Regions from separate parts of the Anser cygnoides genome. Here region 2 is linked to region 1. A link is a contact called in public Hi-C data. All regions are on one chromosome and are shown on one strand. Each heading gives the region's core, a stretch centred on a gene start, on an enhancer-like site or on the middle of the called end of the contact. The rest is flanking DNA. Distances are from core to core; before and after follow the strand shown. Region 1 overlaps JADE3 (jade family PHD finger 3). Region 2 has its middle 11 kb from the start of HERC2.

Region 1 (7,733 bases), core at 3,702-6,201:
CTGAACAGCTGAAGTTAGGTGTTCGGGGAAGTACGCTTGGCAGATATCATTCAGCCAGCCCCTATGTTTATTCTGTGTTGTGCCTGCTCTTTCGGGTCAGTATTACAAACTTGCAGTGCCTCTTCCTGTTTTCCTTACACGAGGTGGAAATACTGCTGTTAATTCAAACAAGTAGTGAAAGTAGAACTATGTGGATCTGCCATGCAGTCTGAAAATAAACTGCTAAATGCATCAGCCAAATGTGTGAAAGTCACGAGAAGCTGCAGTGTTCTTTTAGGGGTGATCTATGTGTTAATTATGGTCTAAACTAGCCAGCTCTATTGGGTAGCTTTGTAAAAAGGTATACTTTCAAATGTTGCAGTAATTCTAGGAGAAACAAACTTAGTTTAGCTCTTGAAAATCATTCTGTAAAGAATTTCACAAGGAAATTCCAGGAGACTGGAGTACTGACTGCAGTAACGTCCCCAACATAGCGTGCGGCTGAAGTAGGCTTACCAACAAGCAAGTCTTAGAGATTACGTGCTTTTTCTTTTGACTAGCATTTTGTTTGCTTACTGTTCTCGTAGGTGAAAACACATTCTGCTGTCTTGCAGAATACGTTCAAGACGTTCATTAAACTGGTAATTAAAAAAATTCAGGATTTGTTTTAAATTCATGGTTACATATGTTTAGTATCATTCATGAGATATTTGCCAAGGGATATTGCTCATAAAATGTTTATAATTCTGTTGTGGATACATTTTTTTTCCGACAGATTTTTTTTTTTTTTAATTTGATGCTAAGTCTCTTATTATTTCTCGGTAGGTAAGAAATCTCTGCTACATGGTAAGCAGGAGAGAGAAACTGAAGTTGTCTCACAGTAAAGTACATGAACAGGTCTTCAATTTGCAAGTCCAGCTCATTAATCAGGAAATTGCTGCAGGTAATCACAGAAGTGTAAAATATGTACAAATTATAACTGTGTATAAACTAGAAAATTCTGTGTTCTCATTATGTTCTTGCGTAGTGTTTTAACATTTGAGAGCTGCCTTAAAAATTGTCTTCAAATATTCAGTCAATGAAACTACCAACATCCACGAAAGACTTTAATGTTTTAACATCTTAACTTGGATCTTTCATTCTTGGGCATATGCCTATAAGTTATCAATCACTGTGGAATCCGCATAGCAGAAATGAGCTGATGGTGATCTCTAGGTTTTTGCTTCTTTGGGCTGCTGTTTTATGGTGCTGTTTCCTCACAGCAAGCTCTGCTCTCCCACCGAGAAGTTCTTTTGCTTGCTGTAGTTAATTTCCTCAGGCAAAAGAGAAGAGTGACTGATAGGAATGGCTGTTCTCGTGTTGCCTTGAATACTTGATGAGCAACATGAAGGGGCATTTCTTAGCTTGTGATCTCAGTTACTGTCCCTTCCTTCAAAAAGAGCCTAAGCACTCTGGTTTTTAACAGCGAGCAGTAACTGTTTTGGAATGTTGATGTACCGAAACCAACTCTGCCCTTAATTTTTACTAAAATTGTGCCCTGAAATGAGGAACACAACATTTGGAAAGAGGAATAGTATATGTTACAGTGCAATTGCTTTTTTTTTTTTTCTTAATTGGGAAGTCAACTATTTCTGCAATTGTGAAATAATGATCTTGATGTTCATTCAAGATACACACTGTGTTTTTCGTAACCAATTTAGAGTGAAGCCATTGTGGTTTTCTGTCTACCCCTGAAACATGGATAAGTTTCATTAGTACTGACAAGGTGGTGGGTTTTGTTTGTTTGTTGTTTTTCAGCTGGTTTAGATCAGACTAGCTCTTTGCGGGAGCAGCAGTACTCTGCAGCACTTTGATTTTGTGTAAATAAATTTTATGAGAAATGTGTACTAAATTTACGTCTTTACAAAACCAAGTGCTTTTTTTAAAACTTAGTAAAATATTTTGAGAGATATTTTGCAATGGCAATGTGTGTGTACAATATAATAAAGACTCACACATCAGAGTGAAAAGACTTCTAAAGCATAGAGAATTTTAGAATACAAAGCAGAGCTGAACCAAGTCCAAACTGCAACTCAGTTTGAAGCATTGTTTCTTCTCTATCCAAAGCTGAATGTGAACCTTTTTTATAGCTTTGTTGGAACTACTTCTGTCATGTCTCGAAGCTGGTTCAATTCACTGGCTTAAAGCCCTGTAAAAGGGCACGCTGTTGTTTTTTTAATCGAAATGCTAAAATGCTTACCTAAATTTTGAAATGGTAGACAATTTGGAGCAGTCTTCATTATTCTGACTTGTCTGCAATGTCCTAAAATAATTTCACACTAATTGTTTGCAGATGCTTCTTACTGCTGAATAACCTTTTAATGCACTATAAAACTCTACAGGTGACAGTATGATTACCCTCTTTTTTAAAAGTCTTCTCTTCTTCTGCTCCCTCATCTTTCTCTCATACAGGCCACACCCTGACAAGTGCACTAGAGAACACACTGTTCTACCCACCTCCCAGGATCACCCTGAAGTTAAAAATGCCCAAATCAGCACTAGGAGATTGCAAAAATAACTCGCTGAAGCCTGGCAACAGACCGCTCTCTCCTGACAACAACAGCACTGTGTACAGCAAAAGGAGCGTGCCGATGTCAAAGGAACCCTACGAAATCAAAGCGAAATCGTACTCCAGGTATCAGCACGACAGCAGAAGCAACGGGTTGCTTGTCACGGCGGGGATCGGCAAGCCTCGCGGCGAGGCGAAGGATTCCGGCCCCGTGCAGGTGCCGGAGTTTCACCGGGGCCAGCCGTCCGGGAAGCCCCTGGCGCTGCAGGCGGCCCTGCACGGACAGGCTTCCATCGGGAACGGGCGGGCGCAGCAGGAGAACTCGCGGCTGGCGGCCAAGTCCAACGGGCTGATGCTGGGCAGGGCTGGGGACGTGAGCCAGAGGGACAGCTCCAGCCAGACGCCCTACGAGCAGGAGTCCGTGCTCGCAGCTCATTTGGCCAGCCAGAGCGGCTTCAGGAAATCCACCATGGAACATTTTAGCCGGTCCTTCAAAGAGGCTACCAACAGTCTGGTGAGGACCACGGAAGATCTCCGGTGCTGTGAAAAGCCAACGAGAAGACTCGCGACGAAAGAGCGCTTGTGGAGCAAGCAGACGCTCGAAGGTGCTCCGTACCAGGACAACGACGGGTACTGTCCCGACTTAGAGCTGAGTGACTCTGAAGCAGAAAGTGACGAAAATAAAGAGCAAGTGAGGTTACGACGGAGTAGCTCGGAGAGAGAAAGCCCAAGTAAGGACTTCGGAAGAGATTGTCACAGTAGAAACAAAAAGAATATGATTTCTCACGGTTCGGTACAAAGGTGATTAGAAGCCCCCGCGGGGTAACTCAGCCTTTATGTATTCCGGTGTACCAGTGCAAAGCTCAGCATCAACAGGTTCCAGAAACCAGTACAGGACCTACGACAGGAAGAACTGCAGGAGGGGATGGGGGAGGACGGAGCAATGGGAGTCGTTTTGTTCAACTGTGAATTGGCTTGCAGCCTTCGCGAGGCTAACCGAGTTACTGCAGAGTCGCGTAGAAATGGACGGGGTTTATTAGAGGTTAACATCTGGGGAAGCGTGAGGCGGTTGGGCCTGGCGTAAATTCAGGAAACTGCTTCCTCCTTGCCAGCGTGCGTGCGAGGCAAGGTGCTCACGCTATGTCAGCCGTGTGGCGCTGGACAGGTAATAGAGGAGTCCTTGCATTGCTCGAGCGCGCTGCAGGGGGCTGCAGACGGAGACGCTAAAACCGCGTCCTTACAGCACCTGCCGCGTGGCGTTGATCCAGCAAGGCACTTGGGGACGCGCGAGAAAGCTGAGCGCATGAAAAACCCTGCTGCTTTCCCTCGGGTGGCCCAGCCCGTGCCCAAGCGCTCTGCTGGATCAGGCCCAAAGCGACTACTAGGCGACGGCCCCTTCCGCGCGGGGCCTCGAACGGCGGTGGCGTTTGCGGGCTCCTCGCGGAGGGTGGAAGCCGGCGTCGCTGGCGCTGCCAAACTCACTGACCTCTAGACGTGCCCCCGGTCCCTGCTCTTGCTGAAGGTCGTGTTTCTCTTCGCAATTATTTGCTTATTTTGTAAATATACAACTTCTAGTACTTCATTTTTTTTAATCTCTGTACATAGTTGCTTGTTGTGGGATGCACTTGTAAATATTTTACCCAGCTAACAAGTACAGATGGCTAATTTTGTGGATAGTGTTTACAAAAGTAGATGTACTACTTCAAAGAAAAATGCTATTTGACACTTACATTTAGGCAATCACCGGTGATGCCAGGTTCCTCTTGAAACTGAAATTTCACATCCGGAGGTGTTTGTACCTGGTGTTTTTAAAATTAGATGAATTAGAAATAATTTTGCCTGAATTTTTTATTTAGGCACGAATTTTCAACCCTAGCTGCCTCAATGTGGGCTTAGGAGCCTCACTTCTGGCATCTAGGCCTGTGAAATTTTAGCCAGTCATCATTTGGAGTATGTTTTTTTTATTGCTGAAAATTTATGGTTACGTTAAGCTGCTTTTCAACCTCTGGATCAGTTGCTGTTTCCCAAACTAAAACTTTTTTTTTAACGTGCTTTAAAATCAGTTGTTAACCAGCGTTTAAACTTCAACCTCTGTTGAGGAAGCGAGAAGGGAGGGGAAACCCTTTTCGGTTTGTTTATTTCGTCTGGGATTTCTGCTTGAATGCGGACAAATTTCTTGTGTTCTAGACCGTGTTGTGTTGATCAACAGAGTAACTGCACTTTTCCTCTCTGAAATGCCGTACGTTCCATAAATCCGCAGCATCCTCTGTCCCCAGTCACCGGCTGAGCTGGGACATGGGCTGCGTAGGGCATCCCGCACGCCTCTGTTCAGATGGGGGCTCATTTTCCCTACAAATGAAAGGTCAGCACCCAGTGTGACGATGACTATGCAGAAGCCAAACAGCATGTTTTTCTTCTCCATTATCTTAATTTACTGCTTTTAGTTTGGGAAATAACAACGCTTTTAGATTTGGTTTAAGCTTTGAAATCTCCCTCGTTGCAATAGGACTAGCAAGTCAGGGGCTGGAGGGCTTTAATGAAATAAAAACACGAAACGGCATCCTTAGCAATCCTGCTCTATTTGCTTCATGCAGTTTCTTTTTTTTTTTTCTCCCCACTTCTTGATTTTATGTATATTTGTGTAATTTGTCTTTCTAGAGCTGTATCTTCAAAATTATTTCTTTTGGTGTAAATATGCAGTAGCATTTTAGGTTTCCACATATTTTATTTTAATGGGAAATGCTTTGTGTTCTAAGCCATGGGTCACTCAGAATAAGTAAACAAATGTTTGTTCATTTGTATTCCAGTTCTGACTCTCTTAGTTTTCCTTCGATATTTATTAGTAATCCTCTTACTGGTCACAAAATTTTATGAAGCTTGCGTTGGGAACACTTACGTGGGAGGCTGGCAAAGCGTTCATGCCATTTTGTGGCCAGAAGCATATGGCGGAGGGGAGGAAAATGGTGCTTCAGCAAAACTCAGCATTTCTGCTCTTCTGGGGTTATTAATTCAGTTGTTTCCCGCCTGGGCAATGGTTTTGCTAATTTTTACATGATTTTAATAGATATATGAAGGAGCCCTTGGTTACGTAGTTCTCAAGTATTGTCCCCAAAGTGCATTTGCTAGTTTTTATTGTGTGTTCGGTGGCTAACTGTTTGAAGTATTACCTCTTAACCTTATTTGTCATTTTTTTTTGTGTTTTTGCATTTTGTTTTATATATATAAATATATATATATTCAATTTTCCAAGATGGACTCGGTCTTTTTCAGATGTCCCCTTTTTACAAGTACTTTTTCATTAAATTATGAAACTGCTAACAGTATTTTCATTTGTTGTGATTTATTCAGGGCTTTACCCTCCGTGTCTGGGAGGCTGTTAAACTAATGGGTCTAACAGCAGTGCTGTGTCCATCAGGAGTGAATTATTTCTGCAGAGCTGGCAATACTTTAAGTTGAAATGTCAAGGAAAACCTTTCCCCTTCAGCCTCCCCGAAGAAGAGTCAGTGAGCACCGATTTGCTGTGTTTAGCAAATGGTCCGAGCCTGGCTTTTGTTTCTGCCTAGCCCAGCAAATGTAACAGACCATTTGCTGCGCTGCTCTCACTTTCTAATATATTTGCTCGTGTTGTAGCACGACAGTCTGTCCCTGGTTGTACAAACCAAGCTGTAGAGGGGGAGCTGCAGCCTGGCCTTCCGCCTCACCCTGCTTCTCATACACCAGCACGTGTGCACGGCCGACATTGACACTGCCGAGTAAAGGAGGGTTCAGGACAAGCACGTTCCTGGGTTTGATGGTTGGTGGTGTTTTTTCACGACCTGTTGCTGTAGTTCCCCTTGCTCCCACAGGCCGGTGCTGTGATATACCGTGCTGCTGCCTGCCCGGGAGCTGGGGAGGAAGCAAAAGAAGGCAGCAAAAGCAAGGATGGAGAGTGAGGAGCGGGTGGAGCTGCACAACCCTGCTGATAACATCCATCCTGCTCTGGCCAGCCGCCCTCAGGAGGGCTAGGGCGTTGTGATGCACGTGTGGGGCTGAGTGAAACAGGGCGGCAAGTCCTTGGCTGGAAAGAAAACCAGAGGGAAAGGGCACTAAAGGAGCATATGGAAGAGAGGGGGTTAAAAAACCAGCATGAGGAAGAAGCCGTAAGTGATGGATTGCCAGCTGTTTTTCAGGACCAGGATTTCTCCTTCCCTAAAATCTCCTTTCAGTGACTGTGACTGGTGGTCTCCCATCTCCTTTGAGAGCAGTCTGCTTGTGCCTGGGATGTGGGAAAAAGACGGAGCCAAGGAAGTAAATCTGTACCCCTGTTTGTTTCCTTTGGAAACAGCTGCTGCTGGTTTGCACAGTCTTTACAGAAAAGTTGCAGACAGCCGCATAAGTCTGGTTAAGGCCAAATTCTTACAAGTTTGTGTTCTTACAAGGTCTGTATGGTAATTCCCAACACCATCTTCTTTGGGTTTGTCTTTGTCCAAAAAGAAAACTCTTCTAGGCTGCAACTTGTGCTCTGGCTCTGCCACTGTATGCATCGTTTGCACGATGCTCTCTTTGCACCGTGAGTCCCAAACCATAGAAGCAGAAATGACAAATGTGTGGCTATTAAAAAGCAGCCTCAGATGTTCACACTTGATGTGATACCTCACTGATACCACAGGCGATACCTAGGCTGGGCGTGCAGGCTGTGGGGCAGAGAGAGGCGTGTGGTAACCGTAGCCTTCAACACCGAGTGTTCAAAGCCTGCCTCCGCGAGCTGCAGGTAATCTGACAAAGCAGTCATCGAGATCGGTGCGAGCTTGGGTGATCCGAGTGCTTGTTATGGTTTAGCACTGCAGGGAATTGACACATCTATTGAGAAAACATGCTTTTGATGTGAATTAACGAGCAAATGGAAGCTGCTTGCACAACCTGGGAGCTTGGTATGCAAGGGAAGGATTCCAGGGAAGGGCAGAGATGGAAAACAATGGAGTGCCTCGGTGCTGCTGCTGTAGGAATGAGCGAAGACTTGCAGGGCTCTGGTTTCACGAGGTGCCATGCTGCTGTTTCCGTGTCCTCCTTTGTGCCAGCATCACGGCTGAACAGACTTTCGCCCCCACGGGGGTACAGTTCTGCAATGTTACTGCTTGTCAGGACCGTCCTGGGATAACCGCTCAGGCCAGCGCACGTCTCAGCCCCCGGACTTGTCTGTGGTGATGCGTAACAAGCGGATTGCCCC
Region 2 (7,733 bases), core at 3,280-5,779, 370 kb before region 1:
AATAGGAAGGAAAACAGTCCACCAAGACAGTGTGTGCTTCGGCTTGTTCCTACACTAGCCTCTGTTGCATTTGTGGTATTTTATGTTCGGAGCAAACACAACCAAGTGTTGCAACCAACAGCATTCACACCTGGTTTTCTTCTGCTTTGGGATGAGAGCATTAACACTGCTAAGTCCTATATAGTGGTTGTACCCAGCTCTTAATGCTTTCTTCAGAGCAGTAGTTTTTTCTTATTTCTCAACCTGATCACAGTTTTGTCTCTACACTCTGTTACTGCATCATCTCAATGATCAGTATTTTTGAAAAATTAGACCTTGAAAGTCTTTTTCATCTTACCTTGTTCATAACACTTTGAAGAATATTATAGCCATGAAAACTGCAACACTGGGAAATGAGCTGTTATGAATCTTCTCTTCCCTACCAATTTTGAATTTCTAGTCCATTTGCAGACAGTAAATAAGATTTTAATAAACATTTATGAAACCTTTTCTATAAAGTTGACTGACTGGTATGATGTAAAGCTGTGATGTCTGTGCTGTGATGGTAAGACTCCAGCTTTATCGTAAAGTTTAGGGACCTTCTCCTATAGGATCTCTGCCCCTCACACAACAGCCCCTACTATATGCATGTAGTTTTGGCCCCACATGCATTTTAAAACAATGAAGGCAGATCTTCCCCCCCACACTCCTCCCCCGAAAGAGTGTGATTCTTGTTCCTATATCTGTCCCAGATGGATTCTAGCTTTCAACATAATACATTTGAGATATCAATGTTTTATAAAGTTTTTAGCCTTTTCCACTCATACCATCAACCTTTCTCCATTACTGATGGCATCTAAATTCTTTTCACTTCTATATCCTCTTTTCTCTTTTATAGTGGTATTTATTAACATAGCCTCAAGAGGAGCTGAGAAAATGGGAGCTGTCTTTGGAGCTAATATACTATGCTTGAAACCAGATCCAAAAGGTAAATCTAGTTTACAGCCTGGCACATTTAAAACAAGCTAGTTCTGAGGCTGACATCAATGAAGTTTTTTATCGATATGTTATTAATAAATAACTTTTTGTAGGTGAAAAGATCCCTTGACTTTTATGAGTTACTCAAGCTTCCTTCCTGTTTTGAGAACAGGCAGCTCCCAGTCCCATCTGAAATCTGTGGTTGCCTTTACTTCTTATCTGGGCAATACAATGGCAGGCACAAAGTTTGATGTCGAGTAAATCAGATATAACTGATTTACAGTGGTACATACTAGATGTAATTGGAGGGGGGTCACCAGGATTGCACATCTAAAATAGAAAACTATCAGAAACAACCCTGCAGAGCATACTCTTTTTATTATAATCAGTGACCCTCAATACTTCTCCCACTTATGCTATTTTAAAATACAGCATTGACTGAGGCTAGTATCAGCTGTTCTAGGCTAGTTCCTTGGACTACATCTACTGCCAGTGGCAAGGAATAAACACCTCAAATGCCGCTCATTCCACCCTCAGCAAGATGGAGGAATCACACTCAGAAATGCAGGCATCTCATCCACAGTAAAGAAAGATGGCGAAGTGAGTTGTGGAGCAAGAGTGTCAGGCTGAAAGAACGGAATTACACTGATGGTGTTGAGAGTAAAATCCTGACGTGGCTCTCTCAGTGACCTTTAAGAAAAAATAGGCATTTTTTTATTTGTTTGTTTGTTTAAAGAAGGAAGGTCACAGGACTCCAATCTCATTTCTACAATCAATTCTGTTAATAAATCATCTCCACTCACTCCAGCTATGCCAGTCCTGTTACATTATGTTAGACCTGGCTTACTCACAGGAAATTACAAACTAGACGTAGTTCACATTTTATGTGTTTGTTTGTTTCACAGTAGAATTTTCTGGTCAGAAATTGGTAGCTCAAAACTGTCACTAAATCTTCCCTGAAGCATCAGAATAGTTTTCCAGCAGAGAGTTTATGCTACCCAAGTTTAAACAAATTTTATTAACCCACGCCACCACAGCAAAAATAGCAACACAAGTGCATTGCTTCTTCTCACGGTAAGTTTTCATTGTTTAATAGCAAAATAACAAGCTAGGATAAAGTATTTCATATGTACCTAAAAAGCAAGTTAGGAAAAATTAATTCCAAAATACAAGATGACAGCCTGGATAACAAAGCAGTTACTCGCTCCACTTGGGATCCTCTTGGGGAAAAATCACATCCTTTAATCCTATAGCCACAGCAGTGCAGCTTGTTCCTTGCAGTTATCCTACTTATTTGCTTCATTCTGTCTTTGGATACAAAAGGAGGCTGCAAAGAGCCTGGTGTCTATTTGCGTTATTCATTAACTGTGAAATTAATAGTAATTTCCTGCTATTTGTCCTCCTGGGTAGCAGACACAGGAGTTGCTCAGACCACAGTCCAAGAAGATAACGTCCCCTTAGGTCCTGCTGTGAAGTTCAGGGCGTTCCTCCACCATACGGCACAGTGGGGAAAAAACACCACAGCTCAGAGAAGTTGATATGAAGCTTAGCTGTCGTGGGGTGAAGGCAAATGGACTGAACTGGAAGCAAAAGGCAAGAGTTAAAAAGGCCTACCCACACCCATGGTGCTGCACATCGACCCACTCGTGCCCTGATTTTTCAGCCTTTACAGATTGTCTGGAGTAGCGGAGACAATGCTGAGGTAATATCCTCACCTCTCTGTCAATCCCCTACTGAAAACAAGAATAGTAAGGTAGGAGGTGCTGCACATACATATACAGGCTCAGAAATCAGTGCAAGTTTTAATTATCATCATCATTTTGAATGAACTTGTACTTTAGATCTGATTTTAGCATCCTTTGCTGTTCTGTGGAAGAGTTACACACTTAGCTGCAAGTTGACGTGCCTGACAGAGGTCAATGCAGCCAACAGCAGCCAACATCTTATCTCTTTATAAGATCAATGACCTTCAGCTAACAAGCCTAAGTGGCATAAGTGGCTTCACAGATGATACTTTGAGTGGTAAAAACTAATTAAGGGCAGAAGTTTTGAAGATTTGCATTTATACTAACAGATACCATTTCAGCAGCTAACACATCACTGATGCCTCTGCATACAGCAAAGATTTGCTGATTGCTGACACTACACTCTGTTCAAGTGAAATTTTAGTAGTGACAAGGGCATTGATGTAGCTTTAATATTTCACTGCTCTAATACAAAAAAAAAAAAAAAAGAATTTTAGCCCCGGTTCTTCTACAGCTCCTTTTGTATTACTAAACTATTCTCTGGTAATTTGGATGTATTTTAGATTACAGCGATCATGAAGACAAACAATTTGGATAGACCCTGAGTAATGCTTTGCCTTACTTCACTGGCAAATAGCTCCTGATATTAAATCTAAATGACAGTCTTGTTAGATTCATTTATCTGGAAAGGGCTGCTGCTGGGCTAAATTAAGTCAGAATTAACCCTTAAAGCATTAAATGTCCATCCTATAACAGCAATAAAAATTAACACTTCACTAATTTTAATATGTCTAAAATAGTACAACAGCAAAATAAAGAAGAAGAGGAATGGAAAGAGTACAAAACAACTAACTCTGCGAATGAAAGTTGTTTTGCATGTATTAGTACAGCTCTGCTATTTAGGCTTTCAGAGCCTTGTTTCAGAACTCTGCCGGTGATACAGAGTAAATATGATTTTACATGTTAAGGCATTTTTGTCTGTGTTACACAAATATTACATTCAAAGTTAGCTGTCAGCAGTACCCCATGAATTTCCTTGACACATCTACTCCTTGCATAAGAACAAATGACAAATGGTCTACAGTTAATCTCCATTCACAAGCCGACTGGTAAATAAAGCAGCAAACAACCCATTTTTTGGACTGATCAGCACCATTTATAACGAAAGCATCTTGCATAGCCATCTTAAGTTTATAACAGAATTCCCCCATAAGTTAAAGATCACAATTCTTGAGCAGTCCTGATCTTCTGTTTTTCAGCTAAGTCTTTTTGAACGCTATGCAGACCACACAAGCTTTACTATTATCATCACTATTTACTATTATCATCATGTATAGCACTTTGTTGTGGACTTCAAATCTATCGGTCAATTTCTGTATGATTTTTTTCTTTCAATATGGTGCAGTTCCAAACTAGAAAGTGTCTATTTTTTTTTCCTATTTTGTTTTGCAAACATTAATGTAAACATTTATTCTGAAATACATTCAGAAGCTGATGTATTACCAGAGTGTACCAACAAAGCTAAGAAAAGTACAGAAGAGCAGTTTCAGTGCAGTGACCATCGAAATAGCACAAAGGAAAACTGAAAATTGGAACTAAACAGCACGGCCAAAACTCCTGCAGGAAAAGCTGGATGGTAGCCAGCTGTTTGACCACTACCTACTTGGAAGAGGTGCTTATAGACCTTGCCTTCACAAATCACATCATTCAAACACTGCATCTCCCATCCTGCAGGTACTGCTGTGTCATGGCTAAGTCTGGAACAGTTTTACCGCCGCATATTTTGAACAGAACCTCTCATAAATTACTTAGATCGCTAAAAACATTCACCAGCATTTACAGTACACTGCGTAAGCAGATGAATGACCTCCAGAGCACTTTGACAAGAATCAATTAAAGATTTCTGAGCTGCAGCAGCCAGATGGCCGAGTCCGAGACCACATCTGGACTGCTACAAGTTTTAAGCACACCATGTTATCACAGTGTGCAAAAATATTCTGAGAAAAATCCCAGATGATCTCAATGAACTTGAAAAAAAACCCTCTCCGGCTCTCAAATAGGCTTATTGGAGTACAGGATCGATGCCTGGGAGAAGTGCCAGAGATTTATGCAACCATTGCATTTGAAACTGCTCAACAACTGGGGTTAACAGCTTTGCGTATTTTGGAACTCATCCACTTCGCTCGACCCCGGGCATTGCAGAGATCAAGGACAGGAGAGAGTGGTTATTGCCTGCTCTACCGCGGCTGGACAGAAGAAAGATGTTAGGAGCTGCAGCAACAGCTGGACACATTACAAGTAATCAGATTCTTATTTCCAGAACCTTACCTATATATTTAGAGGTGGAATTACACTGCAGTAGTTAAAAGAAAAATATATGAAATAGATATAAATTGCTAAAGGCCTGTTAATTTCTAAGACACTGAGGGGCTTCCCATTGTGATGAAACCAGGATGTTTCCACTATAATCACAAAAGCCTTCCTTAACTTCAAGCATGTAAGAGGTCTGGGGATGGGGACCCCACTTAAGTGATTGATTCAATGCCCTTCTTATATAAGAGTTCTTAGGCCTCACCATGATAGAAAAAAAAAAAAAAAAAAAAGCAGCTGAAATATTCACCTTTTGTTTTTTTAATAGAAAGGGCCATGGCCATAATTTCAGATTATATCCCCCAGTCTATTCTTCAGTATAGCATAGGCTGTAAAATTTTAAATATAATTTATTTATTATTTATTTTATTTTATTGGGGATCGAATGTGGATGACATAAAATATGAACCCTAAATGTGAAGCCATCAAAAGACAAAGATCTATAAGGGGAATCCTCCCCCAGCTCCTGGGATTTGGCTGCTTGGGCTTCGGGCTAATCTGTATTGCAGCTGTCCAGCCTTTGATCAGAACTGTAATAAACCCCTCAAAGGAGGCGATTTCTTGGTGACACCTTCGGTCTAAGCTTCACAGCAGTTCCACAATATCTGACATGTTGAAATCAGGTACCCACCCTGAATTTGTCTTGACTTCCAGGCTTGACCTCAGACCTGACTCACCGCTATGGACTTGTCCGGTGATCTGGACTGTTGGATAAACCTGGTCACCCTAACGTGGGACTGCACCCCTTGTCAGTAAGGTGACCACCCTGCCTGTCCTGCTGGCACACCCGGCTCCCCTTCCTTTACGGAGCTGTTCATGGCTGCTGCTCCCTGAACAGTTCTTCCATTACTGCCCTTGGGAGTTCGCTCAGCAGTTCATCACCACTGCTAAGCAAAATCAAAGACATGCTCTTCTTTCTAACTAGGAACTATTCAGTCTTGCTGTGCTTTTGTTTTTGTTGTTGTTGTCGTTTTGTTTTGTTTTGTTTTTCCCCACTGAACTGAAAAACACCAGTACCTCCTCCCCATGGAGGAAGGGAATGTTGGTTTTGAACAAATCACCCCTTGATTGCCTGCTGAGATGGAAACTAAGCTATTGAAGTTGTTCAGTCTCGGACATTTTCTTTTATCTCTCAAGTAATTTACAAGATACATCACAAGCTTTTCATCATGCTTTTAAAACATTATGAGCAGAACTACGCATCCCGTTTCAGTATGCTATATGCAGGGCCTCATACAGAGATGCTATTTTGTCTCCCATTACCTACTTCCATAACTCCTCTTTACTCTGGCATACCAAGATTGCATGTGCAGGTGCTTGTCCACTAAGGTGCCTAATCCTGCTCACAGCAAGTTGCCTTTGAAGATATACCTCCCCTTCCTCTTCTTCCCCAGCTCCCACCCCCATCCTGCAAGTGGTAATTGGCCGTCCTTTCTCTTTGGCCAAATTTGACAAAACCCAGATTACCTGACGGTGCAGGTTTCTCTGAATGGTGAGAGCAGGGCATTTTGCCTTCATTACCTGCCCTGTGGGAACAGCGCAGAGCCCCACTGGGAGCACGTCTATTCAGTGACTCCACAAGGACAGCTGAATTAGTGTACGTTAGTGATCTTGATATCTCTCAGCTGCACCACAGTTATTTTTACCTGGTATGTACTTGTCTAATGCTGTACAGAAGTATTTTCTGGTCATAACAAAGTCAAACATCTTAGGAAAGCTAAGTTTATTAAACATATACGATTACTTTTATCAGATTTGTCATGTCAGCAAAGACAAAGATCTGTTTTGCTTAACAAGGAAGCTTTCCAAATCTTATATTGATCCCTTCCCTTTTAACACTTCTGTAGTGTAATGCTGTATCAGTTTTTCCCCCTGTTATTTTTCCCAGGATCAATGTCAATCCAACAAAACTAATTATCCAAAAAGGGTAGGTGAGGTGTCCTAAGGCCAGACCAACATTAACAACCATTTTTTCTTTAATTTTCACAGTACTCCCAGATTTATTTGCATAATAAATAGGCAGGAAAGTGCCTTACCTACTGAATAGAGACAGGGCTAATAGATTCAACTGCACCCGTTTTCCAGCATAGCTTAGATTTGTACTCTTAATCACAGACAATGAAGAATGGGTTTAATTTTTCTTTCATAATGTCAGAAGCTCTGCCTATTTCCCCTGCCCATCATCTTTCCAGAATCCCTTACACACTCTCAGGACACCAACGCATCTATACTTCAGTCTGATTTATTTCTTAATATTTTCTTTCAGCCTCTCTAAACTACATGTCTGGACAGGTGCCAGTATCATGTGTCTCTCTAATGAAGCAAATTTAAGTCATATCCCATCTTGTCCTCCTGCTTTTATTTCTTTATCGTGCTTTTCAGAAGTATGAATTTATTTGGGATTGTTTGGGGAGTTCTGCAACCTCTGATTTTAAACCTAGCTATTGCTCGTGTTTTCCTAGCCACTTACCTGCAGCTATTCCTGCAGCAGCCTTCAGGAGTTAATCAAAAAGGAACAGCACTTTGAGATTGCAATATTCACACTGGGTATTGTCCTAATATTTGTTAGCCTCAGCCTAAAATCATGTTTTGTAGTAGATTAAGTATTCTTAATAACACTCAAAATTATCTTGAACCTTTGATTGGGGAAATGGCTGGATC

The links. A called contact is a pair of places that touch in the nucleus more often than the background predicts.
Region 2: a contact with region 1 is called in a Hi-C map of liver, with 14 times the contacts expected there. The contact joins two enhancer-like sites. A contact is called at or near these places in 2 of 7 Hi-C or Micro-C datasets (both in liver).

The regions. Positions count from the first base shown.
Region 1 is chr1:139,591,784-139,599,516 of Taihu_goose_T2T_genome, reverse strand. JADE3 (jade family PHD finger 3) reads left to right here. Exons shown (of 11, transcript XM_066983254.1): 10 at 805-922; 11 at 2,431-5,850. The coding sequence ends at 3,332. Among named protein-coding and RNA genes, the nearest start is that of PLCXD1, 50 kb to the right of the region's middle. Within about 2 kb of position 4,951, at least 1 of the 3 cell types and tissues checked has open chromatin away from gene starts, as enhancers often do. A contact at or near this core is called in liver, where this site is marked.
Region 2 is chr1:139,958,242-139,965,974 of Taihu_goose_T2T_genome, reverse strand. No RefSeq gene overlaps it. Among named protein-coding and RNA genes, the nearest start is that of HERC2, 11 kb to the left of the region's middle. Within about 2 kb of position 4,529, at least 2 of the 3 cell types and tissues checked have open chromatin away from gene starts, as enhancers often do. A contact at or near this core is called in liver, where this site is marked.